Regions from separate parts of the Zea mays genome. Here region 2 is linked to region 1. The links are chromatin contacts, called in public Hi-C maps. All regions are on one chromosome and are shown on one strand. The core of a region is the stretch at or near the end of the contact, and the rest is flanking DNA. Distances in the headings are between cores, read along the strand shown.

Region 1 (6,803 bases), core at 4,237-6,736:
TCCCACTTCTCTTCGAGCCGAGTAAATGCATCTGGAGTTGGAGAGGGCGGGTGGGAGGACGTTGCGGCGGCAGATGGCGCGGCGGCTGGTGGTGGTGAGGGATGGGCGGCTGGTGGTGGTGAGGATAACCTGGCGGTCCATAGGGATAGCTGTCTTCTCCTGCGAGGTTATACCCCTCTGCCGCAGGCTTGGTTCTAGGGTAGCAGCCCTAGGCGCTTGAGAGGGTCATTGCAAGAGAGAGATTGAGAGATTGGTTTGATAATGATCTTGCTTGATTTATTCCCTGCTGCCATGCGGCTTATAAATAGCCCTATGGCTAACCAACTTCTCCTACAAACTCTCAACTAACTCCTGCTTTCTTGGACTTATCTGATGCTAACCAACTCTCCACAATTCTCTCATCCCAATCCTATTCTCTAGCCTTATCCCAGCTCATCTCAATCTTATTCTCTAGCCTTATCCTAGCCTGGCTGTTGCGTCTCGCTCCCTATGATGCCCATGACATCTCCCCCTCCCTTGAAGACCAGCTCGTCCTCGAGCTGCCATAGACTTACCTGACACGACTTAAGGTTAAGCCTTTTACATCTCGGCTTACCTTTATTATTTAAGACGAAAATACAAAATAATTGTGAAACTAAAATATAAATTTGAACTGCAGCTATGTCCTCCTGTCCTCCTGGATCCCAAGGAAAGAGCTGAACTACGGACTTCACGTTGGATGAAAGGTGAAGGAGGAACCAGCCCGTTCTTATGTTGGGTTTGTCCAGCACCAAGGCAGTTGCCCGAATGAAGGAGACGACCCTCTTTGGCCGTGCAGGGGGGCTGCATACCCAGATCTCGACTTCTGCAGGGGGTTCAAAAAGTATAGACGAGACCTGGTGGTTGGGCACGCAGGGTGCGAGTTGGTGCAGCGATGAGCTGATCAGCAAGTACAGCTTCCGCACCGCCCGCCTAACAAGGAAGCCGCGCACTGCGGCTTGCAGGCGCACCACGGCCTGCTCATGTGATGACGACCATGGGGTGGCCCTGGAGGCCACAGCAAGGTGCTTCTCCCCACGAAGGGACTGTACCTGGCGGCGTGCCAGGAACCCTCGCGCTGCCGCCTGAAGCCGCACCGCTGCTTGGAGTTCCTTCTCTGTCTTCTCCTTGTAGCGGTGGAACATCACAACGAACTGATCCCACTTCTCTTCGAGACGGCCAAAACTCTCTTCGAGCCGAGTGAATGCATCTGGAGTTGGAGAGGGCGGGTGGGAGGGCGTTGCGGTGGCTGATGGCGCGGCGACTGGTGGTGGTGAGGGATGGGCGGCTGGTGGTGGTGAGGATAACCTGGAGCTGATACCAGGTGTTATGGACCTTCGGTCCATAGGGATAGCTGTCTTCTCCGGCGAGGTTATACCCCTCTGCCGCAGGCTTGGTTCTAGGGTAGCAGCTCTAGGCGCTTGAGAGGGTCATTGCAAGAGAGAGAGATTGAGAGATTGGTTTGATAATGATCTTGCTTGATTTATTCCCTGCTGTCATGCGGCTTATAAATAGCCCTATGGCTAACCAACTTCTCCTACAAACTCTCAACTAACTCCTACTTTCTTGGACTTATCTGATGCTAACCAACTCTCCACAATTCTCTCATTTCAATCTTATTCTCTAACCTTATCCCAGCTCATCTCAATCTTATTCTCTAGCCTTATCCCAGCCTGGTTGTTGCCTCTCGCACCCTATTATGCCCATGACAGATTCCAACAAGGGTCAGAACTAAGAAAGGGCCATGAGATGATGAGAGTGAAAAGTGAATAATACCTTATCATTTCCAACAATCTCCAGACTAGAAGTCTTGGCAAACAATTTGTAATCAAAATTAAGTACCTGAAAACAATTGCAGAATCAACATCCAACTTCCTAATATTTCAAGAAATACATAATCAGTCTCCATAGTGCTTGAAATACAATGCTAAGTTCACCCTGTAGTATTCAATTCAACCTAGCAGCTAACCTCTGCAAACTCACTGATGTCTGACTTTATCTCCTTCACAAATGCTGGTGTGTCTGAGACCAAGGCCACCAGAGCTGTACCCTTAATATGGCTAAACTGTAGGGCTTTCTTGATACAAAGAACTGCAGCTTTTCTTGCTCGGACTGGCCTAGAGTAATAATAGGAGTTAACCTTCAACTGTTCAAAACATATGATGTATTCTAAAATGTAGGTGTGTTAGCCAACTATCGCCTCATTACTAATTAGCTCTTTAGCTCGCCTTTGCACAACACTGAGTGCTGCTAACAGATTATTTGCATGATACATGTGGTGGACATTCTGAAAATGAAAGATATTGAGTAAATATTGAAAATTTGAAATTGACTATTACTGTTTCAAACTTAAGTTTGAAGATTATATTACGGAAATAAAAGAAATATGCAAAGCTATCTTGGGTTACATTAACAATTTCAGCTACAAAGAAGCATTTTCAGTGACTACTGATGAACGAGATAAGTAGGCAAGTGAAATTGCATGATGTCAATATTCTACTACACTGCAGTTTTCCTTTTTGAACTGATGGGACAATCTATATAATTACTTCAATTTACACAAGCATCCACAAATAGTGCGCCATACCTATTCGCCATCATGCGCATGTGCAAAACAATATCTGGATTCACACCCTTCAAAGCCCAGTCAACTGCTTCTTGGACTTTGCTGGATGGAGATATAATAGCTCGCATAAGTTCACCAAATGTATTAGGCCTGGCGTACAATGAGTCTGGCAATCCAAAAAGAGCCGACGCGGCAGCCTTCATTCTAGGATGAACATTCTTCAGAAAGAACTGAATCCCAACTGCATCTGTTGCGCCATCAAACCTAGAATCGTGAATAAGTAGCACCATTCAGCATGCTTTTTACACATGGCTTTTGTATGAAAACTAAGGGCTCAAGAAAAGAAAGCAAATGAACTACTAATGTGTAAAGAACTGAATAAACAAGAAAGAATAAATGTACTACAACAAATGATTAGTTACATAAGAAATGCACACTAACAGAAATGACTGCTTAGTGGTCACCTAAGGCTTAAGAAATAAAAATTTAACCTTCGCGAACTTGTTCTCTAAACACTAAGCCTTGTGTAAGTGCAAGATGTGTCAGATATCTTCATCATCTAGTGTGCCTCTGGAGTAAATTAGGAAAGTTATCACCATTATTATTTTCTGCCCTTCTTCCAATCAATAACATATGCAGGTCATGCCAAGAGAAATATTGTAAAACGTAAAACTTATTCTAGGCTGTAACTGTAATACTAACCAGATAATTGAATCCTTCCAGCTATTCCAGTCACTACACAGAACATTCGTCTCAGTTGGATTTTCAAAAATATCCACTCTGATATTCAGATCTCTACCATATGTCCTAGCACAGCGATGCTTCCTCCACAAATGTTTGATTTCATGAATAGTGAATGACTGGTTGGTATAAGAAATGTACTCCCCAAAAGGATACAGTCCCCTGTTTGTTAGAGAAGAACAAAAATTTGTAAGTGGATAATGAATATTAATCACCACTGCTATTGAACTACAGAATCTATTTATCAGGGGTTCACAGCCATGATAATACGCAACAATTCACAATTAAACATCCTGTAAAAATTAACAATATATAAGCAACATAAAGTTTGAAGAATGTTTGGCAACAACAACAGGAAAAGAAGCAAATTCATAGAACTCAATGCTTCCGACCAATCGCATAATAGTCAAATCAAAGATACACATGAAAAGTAGCAGAGTGTAAATCCATATGCCTTGTTTGCCCGATGATCAAAGATCGGTTTAACATGACACTCAAGGCTCCCGCTGTTAAGATCTTGTACATTTCATTGCCAAATCCAGCTTCAGATGCTTTCCCCAACACAAATCCTTGTTTGCAGAATTCATGGGCAGGAAGCATTCTCACTCTTTCTGCTCCTGGCAAGTTAATTGAAGATGTAAACGTTGGGCTCCTGTGCATAACTACAAAGTGCAATTCTCCATGCAAATCTATTGGATACATCACAGTTGACTTATGACTGAACTATGTGATGCACATGTTAATTTACACTTCGTAAGCATGTGATGGGCCACAAACATGATAGCTTTTAATTTGTGTCTCTCTCCTGAACAAGTTTGTATCATGTGAATAGAAATTTTGTTGAATCAAGTAAACCAATGCTTCAAACAATTCAATAAACAGTGGTAGAAGATAGGCGGCCAACTTTCAATTTTGTATAAAAAAAATCATATACTGATTGTTCTGTTTATTAGTTGTTGATGTTCACAGCAACACTATATTGTGACAGGAAGCCCAATGAGTAATAAAGAACCTATGTAGACACTGCAGTTACAAATGGATATACTGGTGCATAATGTAGAAGAATGACAGTGGATATGTACCAAAATTCAGTTTGGTTCAAGGTTCTGTAATACACAAATACACAATCCTAATGTGATTTGCTAGAAACAACCACATGTAGTGGGGCGAATGATGGCAGCAAGTAGTTATGAGAACATACTTCGAGCAATGTCAATTTCTGCCACCGCCAGCAACATAAAAACTTGAGAAGTTCATAAGGGGCAATCAACTAATGTGAATTGCCAACCTATCAGGCGCTTTTCAGGCTAGTCCCCAATTCATTCCTAAATGGAGTGTTTGGATGAGCTAGAGCCAGTTACTAGTTAGGCTAAAAAATAGCTCAAAATAGACCAGGTTAGCTATCTAGATGGCTAACAATTAGTTGAACACTTGTCTAACAAATTAGCTCGCCTATTAGCCATTTAGCCCTCATGTTTGGATGCACTAGAGCTAATTTGGGCTAATGTATAGTTAGCTATAGTCATTAGCCCTTATAACAAAATAAGCCCTGTGTTGATAGCGTATGCCATCAAACTAGCCGGTTTATGGATCATATTCTAATCCACATATTGGTCCAAAAAAATATTCTAATTCACATATACATAGCATGGCTAACAAACCATGGAGCATTTACAGGGGAATAAAAACAGAGATCAAAATCGAGGAGACATCCTCTTCGTGACCGGAACGCACCGTGGAGCTCGAAGTGGCGCCGGATCATCTCGCGGACCCGCAGGCTGGCCTGCTCCGGAGAGCCCCGCCCAGCACCAGCGGCCTCCTCCCCCATCATCTCCACCGTTGCGCACGTGGCCCTGTCAACAACTACCGCAGGGTCACTGGCATCCGGATCCCGCTCCGCGGGAGGCGAGTCGTCGAGGAGCTCGTCTGAGGAGTCGCGGGCGTGGGACGCGGCGGAAGGGTTTGGGCGTTTAGGACCGTGGTGGTGCTGGAGTACGAGGAGGATGAGGGCCGCAGCGGAGAAGGCGGCCAAGAGGAGGGCTCGCTGAAGGAGACGCGATGACGAGCGGCCCCCGCGCCGCCATCTCATGGGTGCCGGCGGCATGGGAATGGCCGGCTGCGCGGGACTGCGGTACTGGCCTCCTGGGCTGGAACGAGCACCGGTGCGGCGGTGCCCTGTTCTGGACTGCAATACTGCCGCAATACTGTGCTGGAGCGAGCGCGCATTGGTCCGGTGTTGATTTTTTTTCTTTTTTATGTTTTTGAAAATATATAGAGGAGAGGAATAAATTGCTATGCGTATGTATCTGTCATAACCATTAAATTTAAATAGTTACATACATATTTTAGTTTTATTTAATATATCATTTAAAATGTAAATATATAAATATATTTTTTTCTTTGATCCGGGAATCCTAGAAATGATTTAAGTTTCTAAACTAGCCCTGCATTTTTGGGATTGCTACCCTGAGTAATAAGAGTATCACAAAAAGCTCTCTAGAAAATGACTCTTCAAAATCCGTTTTAACCGGCATCTAAAAAATTAGTGAGGGTAGATTTTAATTCTCTCTCCAACAGATCCCTTAAAGTGGCATATTGTTTCTGGGGAGCCCAAAAAACCTCTCATTTGTAGCTACAAATGAGGAAGTTTTAAGAGCTATGAAAAAAGTTTGGAACGTTTTAGGGGAACTGTTGGATATACGTTTTTGTATTTTTTCCAAAAAACTTTATTTAGAAGAGACTTATGGTAAGCTTTTGGGGATGCTATAACAAGGATTTTATTATGATTTGATTTTCTAAACTAGTCCTAAAGACTTGTTTGAATGTATAAGGAGTTAAGGGTTGGAGTGGATGAGCGACATATAATGGCCCTGTTTGTTTCGGATTCTAGCAGCTTCTGGCCACTAAAAACTGCTGCGGACTGCCAAACGCTCAGCTTTTCAGCCAGCTTCTATAAAATTCGTTGGGACAAAAACCATCCAAAATCAATATAAACACATAATCGGTTAAGTCGTTGTAATAGTAGGAATCCATCACTTTGTAGATCCTGAGTCCTATGAACAACTTCATCTTCTTCCACACGTAATCGTAATGATACTCAGATTCTCCCCACAGCCAGATTCTCCTCACAGCCAGATTTTCAGAAAAGCTGGTCAGAAAAAAGCTGAACCAAACAGGCCCATTGTCTAACCTGGGAAAGCCCACGGCAGTTTGGAGTTTTGGCCCGAAAGAAATGCACAAAAGGCGAAAAGGGACGTTGCTCCTAATAAGGCTGTCTAGTAGAGAGTTTTCTAGCATGATCTTTTAAAACTGCCATGCTATCTATAACAAAATGAAAAAATAAACGAAACACTCTTTTTTAATGAAAAGTTTCATTTTAGAATTTGTAGATATATAATTCCATGACCCATATATAGTCGATAATAATTGTGCTAGCTAAGACAGTTTGATCTCCATGACACTCACTTGTTCTCTTTTT
Region 2 (7,082 bases), core at 1,530-4,029, 99 kb after region 1:
CTAGATAAATATTGACATGACAGCCTTGAAAACAGTGTGATGGAATCATCCATTGAGAATGGCCTTATAATAGCTACCATAGTTCAAAGGTTGTTTTTACTTGGCTATCAACACGTTTTATTTTCGTGTCGATTTCAAAGAATTGTATACATTTCCTCTGAAAACATGTACAGGGTCTGTTTGGTTCAGTTTTTTCTGAGCAGCTTTTAGGAGAATCTGGCTGTGGGAAAATCTGACTGTGGAGAGATTCTGAGGATCATGGAGATTATGTGCGGAGTAAGATAAAAGAGTCTATAGGGTTTAAGATATAGAAAGTGACGGTTTTCTACTATCATAAAGACTCGGTCGATATTATGTTCACGTTGATTTTAGATGGTTTTGACTAAAGTGATTTTCGTAGAAGCGGTCCGAAAAGCTGGGTGTGTTTGCAGTCTGCAGTAGCTTCTGGTGCCTAGAAGCTGAAAAAGCTAAAACAAACAGAACCTATATATACTACTACCTTAACAAAGTCTCTCTAATACATGTAGAAGAAAAGGTTCTAAACCAAACTGTGTCTAAGTAACCGACGATCGGACGAGGTTTGAGTTAAACTTAAAAAAATTACTACAAATAATTGTTTTGTTATTTAGTTTTGAAACCTAATATTTAAAAGCATTGATTTGTCTTAAAAAGTACTTTTATAAAAGTAGAGATGTATTAAGAGTTTATTGGTATTTTAACAAAAAACATGGTCAAAGCTATATTTTAGAGATCGTGTCATTGTCGTAAACGACAAATAATAGGACAGCAGAGAGAGTATTTAATTGTTGTGTCTAAGGATGCTGTAGGATGAGCAAAAAAGATAGATTTAATTGTTCCTGTGATATAGTCCCAGTTGCCTTGGGTCTCATATATCTTATATCTATGTTCCAATCATTTTAGCAAATTATCATATTAAAGGTCTTCAATTTGATAGCAACTAGTTGAATTATGATCCCACTCCATTACCCCTAACGCTGCATTAAAAGTGCACTCCAATAGCTAAAAAATCTAAAAAGAGCATACATGAGAGGTACTACTGGGGTCCTAGTATTGTGCGCGGGAGATCTGTGATCTATGAGCTTTTGCAACCAAAATTATCTTGTTGGGCAAGGTTACCTTTAGGCTGTTTTCTTGCAAAATTTTAGGATATCTATCCACACCATTTTTATGATGTAATTTTTCTGTCATATCTTGAGACGACACTCTTATCTTCATAGTTAGTGTCCCGTGATGCATGCATGCATCATATGTTAATAATATATTCTCAGAACAGTACTTTTTCATATTACTTGAACATATTTGAGACACAATATATGTTGGATGGCAATTGTACTTCCAAAGGGATTAAACACTGAACATTATATAGTGAAAAAGTGATGTGCCTATTTGTATTGGTTAAAAATATTTTCTTTTATGCTTCTTATGTTTGATATATACTCTATGAAATGAACTGCACAACACTACAATTTACAAGCCAGGTAGTTTATTTTTGAAAAATAAAAATTTTCATATCCCTGTTGCCTAATGGATTGATGATATGATGGTGCTATTTCTGCTAGCACCTTGGAACAAAAGGTGGACGAGGTATTAGGTGATTTGGCGCATTTTGGTCTTATATATGCCATGACATGGCACCACATGAAAGGTCGGCGACACAATTGTTTAGGGTATGTTTAAAGGCAAAGTATTTCAAAACAGAGTTTTTCACAAGGTACAAACAGGCAAAAAATGCAGTAGTATTCTCTGATACTATGATTTTAACTTAAAACTCTAAAAACATTTTGCTTCCAAACCCTCTTACATGTTATGACTTATGACTAACATAAAGACAATTCGACTACGTGATGCATCATTCGCTACCTGCACCAGCTTGTGGCAAAATGGTCTTCCTATAGGTTTAGGTGGCACAATTTTTTTTGAACATTTTCATATTAAGTTTGAATCATAATGAATACACTCAATTCACACAGGCCCGGCCCGGGCGAGAGGGCGTGCAGGGTGTTCGAAGGAATAGGCCCCCAAATCTTTTGGAGCCCCAAACGTGTAACTCTATAGTACATTTATAAAATAGAAAATCTGCATTAGTCTTTAACTAATCTCTATTCCTTTAAAACACGAATTTTATGTTTTGTGTCATCCGCGAAGTGTGTTGAGTAGATCTGTTTTTGTCCCTCATATTTTGCCTAACAACCAGCTTGTTACCTCCTATATGGACCGAGAGAAAACATCCAAGCCCAACATGATACGAAGTTACGTACACCACAGCGCGAGCAACTGAGCGAGCTAAAAAAAAAGGAGCATGTCTTCTTTTCAACTCAAAACTTTTTGAGCCTTTTGGTTAAAATAAAGTGAAAAGTTAGAATCAATTAGAGCACTATGTAAGGATTGGGCTTAGAATTTATTGTTTTTATCAAATGTCCAAATAACATCATTTTTCTCCTCCTCGAGATTATAATTCTGTGTAGCATCACAAATCTGGTTTCAAAAATTTATTAATTCATCATGTAACTACCCTCCAAAAGAAATTAAGACCCGACCAGCTTTAACCTGTGCTACTACAGTTATTTATTAAACACAACATGATTAGACACATCTACTTCTTATTTACTCGTGTTGGTGCAAATAAAGTTTATTTTGTAATTTTTTGACATCATTTTAATTTTTTTATATTGAACTAACAAAACTGCACAAAGTTGATCAAAAGGAAAATTGAAGTAAAAGGACAGGGATGCTTAGCCGCAAGGCCCACCAGGCTTGGCCCGCGAGCGAAGCTGCCCACGGCCGAACAGAGGCCCAACTGAACTTTGTGGCTTTGCATCAGGAACTGTTCACTAGTTTCTATTCTTAAACAAATAAAATCACTAGTCACTGAATCTACTAATATTAGTTATCCAAAAAAAACCTGCTAACTTCTTTGTTCCGCACGTGTGTTATCTTTGTTTTTCTCATGGTACTCTTCGGAGGACGGAGCGAGCAGACTTTTCCCGACAACTGTTTACCCGCGAATTAAAGTTTCTGAGTAGCACCTTCACATCCTGAGTTTGATTTATTTGGAGACAAATTTTAGGTTTAGTTAAAAAAATCTCTCGTTGTGCTTCGGATCCGCCCGTTCCAGGTTACGTCCTACGTACTACCCTCTGGCTGGACCATTGCAAAGTGAACAGTAACATCCCGCTAATGATAGGAGATCAGGTTCGCGGTGATTTTCTTGGAGAAGCATATTTCAGTCCCTTCTTAATATAAAACCGAGAGGACGTTCTTTCTCTCCTCAACCGAGTTTATTTAAAGGCTTATATGTTAGTATTACAGTAATTTTAAGATAAAAATTAGAAATTTCGACAAAATTTCTTCTACATACTGACATACTAAAACACAAGCACATAAATATCCCGCCACACTATGCTGTGGTCCAAGTTCTAGAGATCACAGACAGTGGTTGTGAAGATTGGGAGATAGACTTTTCAGTTGAGGGGATCATAACCTTGCAGGAGGCAATGAACGAGTTGGTCCTTTGGCATCGACGCGACATCAAGTTGGGTGATGAGCCGATCTTAAGCCGTGTATCGCGTCATAAGTCACCAACACCGAATTCAACACCAATGCAACAGAAAGATAGTTCGATCATTCCATACCCCATGGTGCAGGAAAATATAGCACCGACCTCCACAAAAATCGTTGAAACAATCATATCACCTCTTGCGAAGGAACTCGACGAGGGGGACGTAGACAAAATTGTTCCTCAAAATGTCGACGCAAACATCAAAAAGGAAGCAAAGGTTGACACCAATGTTGAAGGGCCAACTACTTCAAAGAAAATTCATCAGCGAATCGTCACTGACAATGTCAAGAAACCGTCAGAATCAGTGACACGCTACCTGCAAAAATTGCAGAGAGTTATGATAAATCAATCAAAAGCGGAATCAGCATCTCGTGGAGTACGCACACTGTCCCAAATAGACAATTTCCAAGTATGGGAAGAATATGGAATGATTCATACTCGAGAATCATTACGTCTTAAAATCAATATCCCGATATACAAGAAGGAGGTTGTTCCTCATAACTTTGTGAATGGGAGGCCGTTCTTGACGACGGTGCAACTTTCTAAGTTGTCGACTCCGGAGATTAGAATGCATGAGTGGTACATGGTGGCTAGCAACAAATACAAACTCGATGACTTCACATTTGTTGTGCCAGAAGATGCATTTTGGAGCAAAGATAATATAGATCCTGTGCGGCATTTATTCTTTGACGATCTCTGATCGTTGTACCACTGACAAAGGATGGAAACCAACTACTTAACCCTCTTTTGCTTGTAAGTACCTCTAAACTTTCATATTTGTTAGTTTTGTACACGCACACATAAACGAGAGTCTAACGATTAACACTTTTTACACGTAGGATGCAATACATGGATGATAAGAAGAAACAACTTAAGACAGGGTTTCTTGACCCGTTGATGATATCCCAAGCTCGCTACAAAGAAGTTGTTCGGAGACATGGAGAAGAATACAAAGACTTGGATGATGATGAATTTGAGAAAGCCGTCAAACAAAATCAGAGAAAGAAAATGAAGGTAATGGCGACATACATTGGACGAGCCATGTATAATCATGTACAACATGGTAAGGACTTAATAATAGCTCCGCACCACTTTAAGTAAGTTCTCGACATGGTTTTGAACTACAAATTATGACAATCGTGATCTTAACATGTGTTTTCGTCTATGTCTATATAGTGACCACTACATTTGTATCATGATCTTTCCAAAGCATGGTAAAGTCGTGGTCTTCGACTCACTGAGAATGGAAAAGGATGCGTATAATGACTTCTTGAAGATTTTAGAGAAGTATGATTATGTCGGCGTTTCGACCCCGGGGGGGTCCCTGGACCGACGAGTAAATTGTTGCCGCGTGTCCCAGCCCAGATGGGTCGGCGCGAGACGGAGCACGAAGGGGGGAAAGAAGGAGACAGGCAAAAGGGGAAACCCGCGGCCTTCGTGTTGTCCTGCGCCCAGGTCGGGTGCGCTTGCAGTAGGGGGTTACAAGCGTCCGCATGGGAGGGAGCGAGAGGCTTATACGCGCCGTCCCGTTCTCCCGCGCGGCCAACCTTCAAGTACGAGAGCCCTGGACCTTCCTTTTATAGGCGCAAGGAGAGGGCCCAGGTGTACAATAGGAGATGTAGCAGTGTGCTAACGTGTCTAGCAGAGAGGAACTAGCGCCCTAAGTACATGCCGTCGTGGCAGCCGGAGAGGTTTTGGCACCCTGTTCATGTGATGTCGTGGCCGTCGGAGGAGCGCTGGAGCCTTGCGGAAGGACAGCTGCCGGGGCTGTCGAGTCCTTGCTGACGTCTCCTTGCTTCCGTAAGGGGCTGAGAGCCACCATCGTCATGGAGCACGCGGGGCGCCATCATTATTTGTTTACCGGGGCGAGCCAGATGGGACGCCGGTCTTGTTCCCCGTAGCCTGAGCTAGCTAGGGGTAGGGTAATGATGGCCCCCCTGTGACGTGGTCGGTCCGAGCCCTGGGTCGGGCGAGGCGGAGGCTCCTCCGAGGTTGAGGTCGAGTCTGTCTTCCGAGGTCGAGGTCGAGTCCGAGCCCCGGGTCGGGCGAGGCGGAGACCATCGTCTGAGGCCAAGGCTGAGTCCGAGCCCCGGGGTCGGGCGAGGCGGAATTCGTCGTCTTCCGGAGCCAAGGCTGAGTCCGAGCCCTGGGGTCGGGCGAGGCGGAGTTCGTCATCTTCCGGAGCCGAGGCTGAGTCCGAGCCCTGGGGTCGAGCGAGGCAGAGTTCGTCGTCTTCCGGAGCTGATTCCGAGCCCTAGGGTCAGGCGAGGCGGAGTTCGTCGTCCGAGGCCGAGACGGGGGCCGAGCCCTGGGGTCGAGCGAGGCGGAGCTTCCTATGGCGCCCGAGGCCGGACTTGGCTGCTGTCAGCCTCACTCTGTCGAGTGGCACAGCAGTCGGAGTGACGCAGGCGGCACTATCTTCTTGTCAGGCCGATCAGTGGAGCGGCGAAGTGACTGCGGTCACTTCGGCTCTGTCGACTGAAGGGCGCGCGTCAGGATAAGGTGTCAGGCCATCCCTGCATTAAATGCTCCTGCGATACGGTCGGTCGGTGTGGCGATCTGGCCAAGGTTGCTTCTCGGCGAAGACTGGGCCTTGGGCGAGCCGAAGGTGTGTCCGTTGCTTGAGGGGGCCCTCAGGCGAGACGTGAATCCTCCGGGGTCGGCTGCGCTTGCCCGAGGCTGGGCTCGGGCGAGGCGAGATCGTGTCCCTTGAGTGGACCGAGCCTTGACTTAATCGCACCCATCAAGCCTTTACAGCTTTGTGCTGATGGGGGTTACCAGCTGAGATTAGGAGTCTTGGGGGTACCCCTAATTATGGTCCCCGACAGTAGCCCCCGAGCCTCGAAGGGAGTGGTGATACTCGCTTGGAGGCTTTTGTCGCACTTTTTTGCAAGGGGACCGGCCTTTCTCGGTTACGTTTCGTTCTGGTGGGTGCGCGCGAGCGCACCCGCCGGGTGTAGCCCCCGAGGCCTCGGAGGAGTGATTTGACTCCTTCGAGGTCTTAGCGCGTTTCGTGATGCTTCGGCCGGTCTGGTTGTTCCCTCATGCGAACTGGCCGTAGCCCGGGTGCATAGTCGAGTCCCAAGTTCTCGGGCTGGTATGTTGATGCTGTCAACGGTTTGACCGGAGCCGGGTTTGCGAGAGCAGCCCCCGAGCCTCTGCACAGAGCGAGAGGACGGTCAAGGACAGACTCGACTTTTTTACATACGCCTCTGCGTCGCCTTTCCGCAAGGAGGAGGGGGGAAAGCGCCATGTTGCCCTCGGAGGGCGCCGAACATGGTGTCTCCAGTGAGTTGCTAACGGGTAATCCGAGTGGACGCCCGTGCCCCATTCGTTAGGGGTCGGCTAGTGGCCCGGAGGCACGCTCCAAAAGTACCTGCGGGTGATTTGCCGGACCCGGTCCCCTTTTGACGGGGTCCGAGGGCTCGATGCCTCCCTCTGGTGGGATTCCATTACAAGATCGTTCCCGTTGGTCTCGAAAATGTCCTAGGGTACCTCGGGA

The links. A called contact is a pair of places that touch in the nucleus more often than the background predicts.
Region 2: a Hi-C map of ear shows a contact between it and region 1, with 1.8 times the contacts expected there. The contact joins the enhancer-like site here to the promoter of LOC100304257 in region 1. A contact is called at or near these places in 2 of 25 Hi-C or Micro-C datasets (ear and leaf).

The regions. Positions count from the first base shown.
Region 1 is chr4:23,363,714-23,370,516 of Zm-B73-REFERENCE-NAM-5.0, forward strand. LOC100304257 reads right to left here and starts at 5,487. Exons shown (of 8, transcript NM_001165700.1): 1 at 5,060-5,487; 2 at 3,780-3,942; 3 at 3,287-3,487; 4 at 2,606-2,848; 5 at 1,988-2,135; 6 at 1,795-1,860. The coding sequence starts at 5,429.
Region 2 is chr4:23,464,977-23,472,058 of Zm-B73-REFERENCE-NAM-5.0, forward strand. No RefSeq gene overlaps it. Among protein-coding and RNA genes, the nearest start is that of LOC103652944, 29 kb to the left of the region's middle. Within about 2 kb of position 2,780, at least 9 of the 20 cell types and tissues checked have an H3K27ac peak or open chromatin away from gene starts, as enhancers often do. A contact at or near this core is called in ear and leaf, where this site is marked.